Regions from separate parts of the Canis lupus genome. Here region 2 is linked to region 1. A link is a contact called in public Hi-C data. All regions are on one chromosome and are shown on one strand. The core of a region is the stretch at or near the end of the contact, and the rest is flanking DNA. Distances in the headings are between cores, read along the strand shown. Region 1 holds the start of PRKAB1 (5'-AMP-activated protein kinase subunit beta-1). Region 2 holds the start of CIT (citron Rho-interacting kinase).

Evidence for each region. Hi-C and Micro-C count contacts between places; a contact is called where the count stands out from the background.
Region 2: a Hi-C map of blood shows a contact between it and region 1, with 4 times the contacts expected there. The contact joins the promoter of CIT here to the promoter of PRKAB1 in region 1. A contact is called at or near these places in 2 of 9 Hi-C or Micro-C datasets (amygdala and blood).

What each region holds. Positions count from the first base shown.
Region 1 is chr26:16,051,136-16,056,437 of UU_Cfam_GSD_1.0, forward strand. PRKAB1 (5'-AMP-activated protein kinase subunit beta-1) reads left to right here and starts at 2,181. Exons shown (of 7, transcript XM_038575277.1): 1 at 2,181-2,704; 2 at 5,189-5,302. The coding sequence starts at 2,546.
Region 2 is chr26:16,231,184-16,236,485 of UU_Cfam_GSD_1.0, forward strand. It overlaps CIT (citron Rho-interacting kinase), which reads right to left and starts at 2,030. Exons shown (of 47, transcript XM_038575288.1): 1 at 1,973-2,030; 2 at 888-987. The coding sequence starts at 983.

The DNA of each region.
Region 1 (5,302 bases), core at 931-3,430:
ATATCACATCTTATTTATTTTTGTCTTTAAAAACATTTTTTTAATTGCAAAAGTAGTACATCCTCACAGTAGAAAAAATTTCAAACAATAAACAAAAAAGAGAAAGTCCCCTTTCGATCTGCTTCTGTTTCCAATCTCACTCCTCTCCCCAGACGGGACAACTATTAACAGTTTGTTGTATATATTTTCAGAACTTTCCATTCACAAAAATAATAATGCCAATAAAAGTGCTAACCTCTGTTCAATGTTTACTGAATCAGGTGCTATGCTAAGCACTTTCCATGCATGTTCTCAGTTAACTCTCAAAACAAGCCTATAAGGTCGATGTTATTTTATTTCCTATTTCACAAAAGAGGAAAGGTAGGTGACAGTTACAAACAAGGTAAAGCCAGAACTTAAATCCAGGTAAGCTGACTTTAGGGCTCATGCTCTTAAACTCTATTGTTCTGCCACTTGCTTTGGGATTTGGAATGCCATAGACATTTCTCCCCAGTTACTCACAGAATTCTATTTCCTCCTTTTTCAAAGTTGTTCAGTATTCTATAAAATGAATGTATTTAGTTCATTTTGTTATTCTATTGACACACTTTTTTAAATGTTGCAGTCTTTCATTGCCTTATTTTATCAAATCTAAGAGCCCATTGATTTTAAGAAGCACCCAGTTTCAAAGCGATTAAAAAGTGAAATAAAATATGCATCTTGAAAAAAAGTGCATCTTAGAATCAATGTAAAGTGGCATCAGACACCTTGCTGCAAATGAACACGCATCCATATAACTTGCATGTGTATATTTCTGAAGTTCCCTGGAAGTAAAATTGTGCACTAAGATGAAGGTGCATTTTAAAAATTTTGATAGCCACTACCAAATCCCCTCCAGGAGACCATTTCTCAGTCATATCTCTCCCATTTTCTTAGCACAGTGCCTGGCACTTTGGAGGTATCAAATAGATGGTTGCTGGCCCAGCAAGTACAAAGTATTTTTGAGATACTCACATGCAAAACAAAAAGCAAAAACAAGAACAAAAAACCCCCTCCACCCCCGAAAAAAAGCCATGACAGTGGCTGACAGCAAGATTAGAATATTTTAGGACCACAATGTGTGCTAAAGCACTGGCCACAATAAGTGACAAACGCTAGTAAGTTAATTTTATGCAGAATTATGTGACCAAAGTGGTTATAAAATATCTTTCAATATTATCTACCAAAAGGCTGTGCACTCAATTTTTTAAAAATATACTACTAAGGGCACCTGGGTAGCTCAGTGGTTGAGCATCTATCTGCCTTTGGCTCAGGTGGCGATCCCAGTTCCTGGGATCCAGCCCCCATGGGGCTCCCCACAAGGAGCCTACTTTTCCCTCTGCCTCTCTCTGTGCATCTCTCATGGATAAATAAATAAACAAACAAATAAATATTTTTTAAATTAAAAAATAAAAATACACTAATAACTCCAGAGTTTTATGACCCTTCAGTTGCGAGAAATTTCCAAAACTCTTATGGTCTGTCATTTTCTCAAACACCTGCAAGGCTACTTGCCTCAGAATCACCTGGAGTGCTTATTAAAATGCAGAACCCACTCCAGAGCTTTGGAATCATAATTTCTGGGGCTTCGAGCCGGGGAATCTGCATTTTATGCAGGCAGCGAGTCTAAGGCACTCACAGCCCTGGGAGCTAGCGCATTAACGGGCTTTAATACGATGAGTCTCTTAATTAGATTAGCACCTTAACAACATTTTTGGCTGCTGAGTACAGAGTCAGCTGGAAGTGGGCAAAGATGGCTAAAATAGTTAATAGTAGGGTGCCTGAGTGGCTCAGTCCCTTAAGCCTCTGCTTTTGGCTCAGGTCATGATCCCGGAGTCATGGGATCGAGCCCCGCCTCCGGCTCCCTGCTCCTCAGGAGTCTGCATCTCCCTCTCCCTCTCCCTCTCCCTCTGTGAGCTCTGTCTCTCAAATAAATAAATAAATCTTTAAAAAAAAATAAAAAATATATATAAAAATAAAATAGTGAATGGCATCACTCACTTCTTCGCAGAGACACCCCGCGCTGGCACGCCCCCTGCCGGCCTTCAGCAGGCTGGTCCTGGGTCTGGCCCTAGCGGCCGACTGCGCCTGCGCGCTCCGAGGCGGGCGGAGGCCTCCTCAGAGCGCGGCGACCGAGCCAAGCCGGACCGGAAGCGGAACTGAGGTCGAGTTAGCCCCGTGCGCTTCGCCGGCCGCCACCGCCCCCACTCCGGATCCCCGGTGACTCGCGGACGCGCCGGAAGCGGAAGTTGCTAAGAGGTGGGGGGAGTTGTCGGGGAAGTGCCGAGGTATTTTCGGGAGATTTGGGTTCAGCGAGGTAGGGAAGCGTCGCCGTCCTTCTCACCCGCCTCGAGCCGGCTGCCGGCCCGGAACCCTCGCCTGAGGGGTGTGGCACTTGGGGCTCCGACTCCTTCCGCGGGGGGCGGGGAGGAGTGACCTGCTTGTGACCCGCTGGTTGCCGGAGTCCCCGGCCCCTTCCCTGGAGTGAGGCCCGGTCCGGCTTCCCGGTGTCCCCGGAGACCCCGCCATGGGCAACACGAGCAGCGAGCGGGCCGCGCTGGAGCGGCAGGGCGGCCACAAGACGCCGCGAAGGGACAGCTCGGGGGGCGCCAAGGACGGGGACAGGCCCAAGATCCTGATGGACAGCCCCGAGGACGCCGACCTCTTCCACTCCGAGGAAATCAAGGTGGGGGCGGCGGGGATCCGGCCCTCGTTGACTAATACTGAGGGGGAGGAGCCCTCTGCTAGAGTCCCCGCCGCGTCCCCTCTTAATTAAAACCCATCGCAGGTGGGACGGAGGTGATGCTTCACTCCGTGCGCTTAAAAGCCAGATGGCCCTGTAAGAGCCCTCTTAGCAGTCCAGGAACCTGTGTCTAATTACCGATGAGACAGTCACCCCGAGGGAGGAGGCACTAACTTCGTTTAACATCATTAAGGAGAAAGCAGCGCTGGGACAGGCGTTTCAGATCCTTAATTAATTAAGATCGTTGAGCTAGCAGCAGGTGAGCCCCAGTCTCTGCTTTCCTCTTAGGTATAATTAGTTTCACAGCTTTGAGAAATCTTTCCTCACCTTTATTAGGAAAAAAAAAAAAAAAAGCCTGGCACTTTTTTTCTAGTAGCTGGTTTTGCAGTTTATTGTCGATTTCGGAGACAACCCAGAGCCCGTGTATAAGCTGAAAGTCGAGTTGCACAGCCCCCTGCGGGTGCCGGAGGTGTTTTGTTTTTCCCGGAACTTTTGGTTCAGGGAGCTACTTGAGAGCGGTCCCTATAAAAGGAATTCCACTTTGGGAGGTCAGTGGGTGAGGGCAGTGTAAGCCTGGAAAGGGGGCAGCCAGCTGCTGCTCACCTTCTCTCTCCTGGTGTGTAAGTAGGACTTCATATTTTAAACAGACCAAAGCAAATATTTTTGCAGGCCAGATTTGGACATCCTACCCTAATCTGCTTTAATTCATCAAAACTTTGAAGATGAGTCTTGACTCCTGCTTCAGCCACATCTCTCTTAACCACCTGATGGGGTCTTGTGTTTCCAGCTGCAGGGCCCAGGCCTGGTCACCAAAGCCAAGGACACCTAGTGGTTTTGGCAGCTGATAAGCATGTGGTATATCCTAAGAAGGGAAGAACTGATCCCGTAAGGACAATGCCACAGAGTAGTTTTAGGAAGAATCAAGGTGTCTCCCCAGCCCAGTATATTCTCTGTTAGTACATTAATCATCAATCATGCATATTAGTCATCATTGCCCATTTGGCTAATTGCCTGGCAACTCATTCCACCTTTACTCATATTTTTTTTTTCTCAGATGTTGGGCTTGGTGATCACATTACTATCTTAAATCCTCACTTGGATTTTTGGCTTTGAGTCTCACTCTAGGGAGTCTGCTTTTACTGGGCCGTCTGTCCTGTGATTTGCACCTGCTTTGTGATTTTCATTGCATTCCTGAGGAGCTCCGTACGAAGTGAACTTTGGAATCTTGTTTCTCCAGTGATTGACATCCTTTCCCCTAGAAATAATTGTGGCCTAAGGACAGCTATTGAAGACACCTTAAGAACCAAACTACTTTCTTCGAGAAGTAGCTGTTGTTGCTCTTCCAAAATTCCTACGAGAAACGTTTAGCATACAGAGGATCTCTGGATAATTTCTTGATTTTAGATAGTGTCCATTATCACTTTTTCCAAAGTTACTAAAATGATGCAGCAGACTCACTGGATTGAATGCCTGAAACTCCCCAAAAAAGTTGTGGATTATTTTAGCTACACTACTTCACCATTTTGGCTGTGGTTAGTTATCACCTTCTCAGTGGCAGGGGACTCCAGTCCTTATTCTTTAATCTGTAGATCTTGTTCAATCTTTAAAGAATGCAAGTGTCATTTAAGATAAGCTCCAGTCAGTATTTGAAGTGAAGGTCTTAAAAGCTCGCTCAGCAACACCTTTAAGTGTCTCTCCCAGCCTGGAATTCCTGCTCTTTTAATGTCTTTGGCTTCTGACTAGGAAATATGTAAAAGATCCATAAGCACATATATTTCACCCAGAGTTGGGTGTGTTTATTTCTCTCTTATTTCGCAATACCTCAGTTACATAGCACTTTCTGCTCTAGAAGTTTCTGTTTGCCATACAGAGGGTCAGAGACTATGGTCTTACCTTTTTTTCCCAGTGTCTTGGACGTCACTTTAAATATTTTTTCCCTTAGAATCTAGATTTATGAGTTTTCCAGTTGACAGCTCTGGAATTGTCCCTGATAAATTTTCATGTACTTCAAATCTTGTTAATTAAGGGAAGAAAAATGAATGACATTTACCAATCTGGTCTTGAATTCATTGCACTCTCCTCCAAGTGAGTTCTGCAATTTCTCCTAATGTTTTGGTGTAGATCTCTTTAGTAACAGTATTGACAGCTCATAATTATTAAGTACTTACTGTGTGTCAGACACTACGCAGAGCGTTTTATATGGACCCTCTCATTCAGTCTTTCCCAACTGTAAGAAACGATTGCTTTTGTTAGGTCCGTTTTGCAAGTGGGGAGAGCAAGGCACAGCTATCAAGTTAATGAGCTTAAATATGAACCTAAGTAGTAATTGCTGCCTCTTTAGAATGAATTGTCCACATTAGAGTACCTATCTATTGTAGGGAGCTCACTAGTGGCTTCCTGTCCCTCAGCAAACTGTTCTGTTTCTAGGCTCCAGAGAAGGAGGAATTCCTGGCCTGGCAGCACGATCTGGAAGTGAATGATAAAGCCCCGGCCCAGGCTCGGCCAACAGTATTTCGATGGACGGGAGGCGGAAAGGAAGTT
Region 2 (5,302 bases), core at 780-3,279, 180 kb after region 1:
GACACCACTACCTATGCTGACCGCCTGACTTGTGAATACATAAATCGAACAAGGATTTCTACATCAACGATGTTTCACCTACGTCAAAAACAAAAGAATTAAAAATCTACTGGGAATTATTTCCTGATATTAAGCTTTAACACTAGTGGGGGGATTGAAAGGCTCTATATCTTGAGCAGACTATGGAGTTTCACAAGTCTGGGTTGTTTTGGTTTTTTTCTTAAATAAAGATCTCTTAGGGGCACCTGGGTAGCTCAGCCAGTTAAGCATCTGCTTTCGGCTCAGATCATGATCTCAGGGTCCTGGGATAGAGCTCCACATCGGGCTCTCGGCTAAGCAGGGAGTCTGTTTCTCCCTCTGCCCCCTCCCCCCTGCTCATGTTCTCCCTCTCTCAAATAAATAAAATATTTTTAAAAAAACAAAGATCTCTTGAATGAAAAGAAATTCTACAGTAATTTTGGCCAAAAGACTGTGTTTTTCTTTCTTTAACAAAAGGACAAACCTTAATACGATGTGTAACATGTGAGAAATGATAAAAATTATCTCACTTTTTTTCTTAAGGATTTTTTTTTAAGATTTTAAGATTTTTTTTTTTTTAAATTCATGAGAAACACAGAGAGGAGAGAGAGGCAGAGACACAGGCAGAGGGAGAAGCAGGCTCTATGCAGGGAGCCCGACGTGGGATTCAATCCCAGGTCTCCAAGATCATGCCCTGGGCCGAAGGCGGCACTAAACCGCTGAGCCATCCGGTCTACCCAAATTATCTCCCTTTAAGGCCAAGTTCAGCTACCCACTCCTAGATTAGCCTCAGCCCTATAATAAGAATAAAAGTGACAAGAAGGTTCCAAGGAAACAAACACAGATGAACAGAGTTGGCAGACTGTTACCTGGAAGAAATGATTCAGCCTGGAGGCCCGGCTGGCAATGGGTTCAGCAGCACCAGCGTCCATTTGATTCCGTGCTCCATACTTGAACTTCAACATCTCCCTAACAGGGAAGAGACATAGAAGGTCAAGTGTTTACTGCCAATTTGAGGACGAACAGCTTGAAAGATCCTATCTTCCTCAAGATGTCAGGGATAGGAAGGTGAAAACCAACCACTATGAAACAAGTCTTGGAAAGTTCAGTCTGGCAATGGACATTACAAAGCGGATTATTTGCCCACTGTAACAAGAGGTAATACACTCATCTGACATATTCTCTTACTTACAAATAAATTTATTATTCTGCTCCGTGGATAATGTAAGCTCCACAAGAGCAGAAACACAGAGCCTGGCAAGTAGCAGGTGCTAATGAAGACTTATTGAAATGAATGATTGAAATAAGCAAATTACACAGTATGTTAGATAGTAATAGGCGCTACAGAGTTCTAAAAAAGAGAGAGGGAAATAAGGGTAATTGGTGTGTGCCCGCATTTTTTTAACAGTGTAGCCACAGTAGACTACACTGAGAAGGTAACGTTTGAAGCAAGTGGGTAAGCAGTGAGCCTTGCTGATGGGCGGGGGAGGCAAGCAAAGCGTGCGGCGCCCAGGAACAGCGGAACAGCCGGGGCCCAAGCACCGAGGCAGGACCTGGGCTTCCCTGACCCCGCCGCGGAGGGGAGAGAGGCTGCAGCACCGGGAAAGGGGCGGGACGCAGGTGACTGCGGATACCGAGAGCGTGAGGGAGGACACTCCAGCAGACGGAACAGCGCAGGAGCACGCAAGGGACCCCACCCGGCTTAAGACGGGTGCAATTCCTTCTGCCCCGGGCACCACCTGCAGACCCTTCGGCTCCCTAGGAGGGGGGCGCGCATCGCCAGCCGAGGGCCACCCCGCGCCCCCGCCCCGGCAGCCCTGGGGGCGGCACCGCCACCCACCCCGCCCACCCCACAGCGGGAAGGAAAGCCGGGACTCGTGTGACTGGAAGCGGCCCTCCCCCCGGCCTCGCAGAGTGGGGTGGGGGGAAATGGGCGTGCGGGATTCGGACTCACGCTCCGCCGACCCCGCCAGTCCGCGTTCTGCTCCGCCCCGCGCCTCCCGCCGCCGCGTTTGAACCTAGCGAACGGCATGGGCGGGTCTCAGCCGTGCCCCAGCCAATCAGAGTGCCCGCTCCTAGGACGACCCTCTGCGTCCCAGCCAGGCCCCACCCAAAGTCCTTAAAAGGAAAGAGGAAGTGGAAGGGAGAACCAATCAGATTGTGTCTTCCTCCGACTCGTGACCAATGGGAAACGGGGAAGGAGAAACCCTGCGGGGCAGCTCCTGGGAGTTTGAAATTGGCGGTTAAGGGATCCCTGGGTGGCGCAGCGGTTTAGCGCCTGCCTTTGGCCCAGGGCGCGATCCTGGAGACGCAGGATCGAGTCCCACGTCGGGCTCCCGGTGCATGGAGCCTGCTTCTCCCTCTGCCTGTGTCTCTGCCTCTCTCTCTCTCTCTCTGTCTCTCTGTTACTATCATGAATAAATTAAAAAAAAAAAAGAAGACTATCATTTAAAAAAAAAAAGAAATTGGCGGTTAAGCAGCATGCTGCGTTTAAGGATGTGTCTGTTTGGGTGTCCAGGATCCCTGGGGAGGTTACGGGGGGGGGGCTCTGTCCTCTGCTTCCATAGCCACCCGCGAGAAGGAAGGCAGCCAGGCTGCTCTGGTCTTCTTTGTTCCTTAAAGTGGCCTAAAGTTGAAGTACTTGTTATTTCGGGAAATCAGGGAGCTGAATGCAGGACTCGATTCCAGGACCCTGGGATCATGACCTGAGCCAAAGACAGACGCTCAACCACTGGGCCACCCAGGTGCCCTGAAAGGACATTTTAAAATCAGTTAAACGCAGGAGATGGAACTATAAATTAGCACAGTCTCTTAAAAAAGTTTGGTTCTATTGGATAAAGTTGAAGATAAACACATTCCATGTCTCATATGCACAGGAATGTACAAATAGTATTGTATGACATAATGGCAAAAAAAAAAAAACCTGGAAACAACGCTAATGTCTATCAGCAGCACAAAGTATAATTTTTATATGGTGGTGTTTTCATACATTAATGAAAAGGAATAAATACAGTTAAACATAATGATATAATGAGTTTTGAAACAATGCCGAATGAAATGACAATAGAACAAAGTATGACTTCATTAATGTAAATTTCAAAAGCACACCAAAAAAAAAAAAAAAAAGAAAGTGAAGAGAGTGAGGTATGTGCAGGTGGTAAAACCATAAAGCAAAAATCAAGGTGCTTGGGTGGCTCAGTCAATTAAGCGTCTGCCTTCCTCTCAGGTCATGATCTCAGGGTCCTTGGGATCCAGGTCCACATCATAGGGCTCTCTTCTCAGCAGGGAGCCTGCTTCTCCTCTCCCTCTGCTGCTCCTCCTGCTTATGCTTGCTCTTTCTCTCTCTCCCTCAAATAAAATCTTTTTTAAAAAGCAAAAGTCAGGAGAGTAGTTCCTTGAAGCTAAAATGGAGGCCATTCAAGGTGTCAGGGTGCTGCTATGATCTATTTCTTAACCTAGATGGTAATACTATGGATATTTGTTTTATAATTATTAAATGGGGGATCCCTGGGTGGCGCAGCGGTTTGGCGCCTGCCTTTGGCCTACGGCGCGATCCTGGAGACCCGGGATCGAATCCCACGTCGGGCTCCCGGTGCATGGAGCCTGCTTCTCCCACTGCTTGTGTCTCTGCCTCCCTCTCTCTCTCTGTGTGTGACTATCATAAATAAATAAAAATTAAAAAAAACTTATAATTATTAAATTGGGTGTGCATGTGTATGTTCTATTTATGTATATAAAATGTTCTATTTATGTATATAAAAAATTTAAAGAGTCTTGTTCCCTTCTAATTCCTACACTACATAGACCTAGAGATGTGTTATCACATGCACGTATATACACATACACCTGTGTATATCAATACAAAACCATAGCTACAGACTTGCTGAATACACTTTTTTTTTTCCCAAATCTAACTTGCTCTTCCTCCTTGGGACAATAATGATAGCTACTATTTATCAAGCCCCGTCCCCTACTAAACACTTTATCTCATTTAATCCTTACCACAACGCTAAGAGAGAGGAACTATAATCCACATTTTATAGATGGAAAAACTGAAACTGAGAGAAGTGGGGTGGATAATTTTGGGACATTCAACTTTAGGAGGTGGAATGGAGTTTGGAACTCCCGAACTAACTGACTCCAAACCCTTTTGTCTATACAAAACCCGCTTCTCAGAAAACATTGGAAATTCTCCCAGCCTCTGCTTTTGTCATATTGTAAGGGCTGACCCAGTATAGAAAGATGTAAAGCAAAATTAAATGCTTTTAAATGGCATGTTGGGGGTGGCAAGGTGAGAGGAGATGCAAAGTGGGTTATAGCCAGCTGTTGACTTGATAAAAAGAATCTCAGGTCTGAATGTGGATCTAGTCAATGCTTCTGATTTTTCTAGTCCAGCCAAACCTGTTAGTTTCCTGGCATCAGAAATAGAAGCCTTTACCAGAATCTTGGGACTTGTTCATCCTAAATTAGACTGCAGTGTTAGCAGCACTGTTTTGCACTGCCCTGAATCTTGCCTAGATATCCTAATTTCCCGTTAGAACAATTACTGGCCTCTGCAAATCCTTTGTGAAACAAGACAGAGAATAAAAAACAAATAAAATGAATACAGAAATATATAGTCAAAAAAAACACATTAACTCCAATTTTCTTTCAGAAGTAGTGGCTAGCTGCACAGAACATGTATGGGGAGAGCAAATAAGAAGGGACCAAGAGTGGATATGAAGGTACTATAAAGGATAAGACATTGCCAAATAGAGCTGTTGTTAGAACTAGGCAGGGGCACCTGGGTGGCTCAGTCTATTAAGCGGCCAACTCTTGATTTAGGCTCAGGTCATGACCTCAGGTCCTAGGATAGAGCCCCACATCAGGCTCTGTGCTCAGTGAGGAGTCTGCTTGAGGATTCTCTCTCCCTCTCCCTCTGTTCCTCCTCCCTCCTCCACCTCCTCTCCTCTCTCTCTCTTCCAAATAAATAAATATTAAAAAAGAAAACTAGAGATCCCTGGTGGCGCAGCGGTTTGGCGCCTGCCTTTGGCCCAGGGCGTGATCCTGGAGACCCGGGATCGAATCCCACATCGGGCTCCCGGTGCATGGAGCCTGCTTCTCCCTCTGCCTGTGTCTCTGCCTCTCTCTCTCTCTCTCTGTAACTATCATAAATAAATAAAAATTAAAAAAAAATAAAAATAAAATAAAATAAAAAAAAATAAAAAAGAAAACTAGACAGGAAACCTAAGACTATGTGTTTGTTCTTACACAAAATGAAACAATGACCAGTCCTATCCTTACA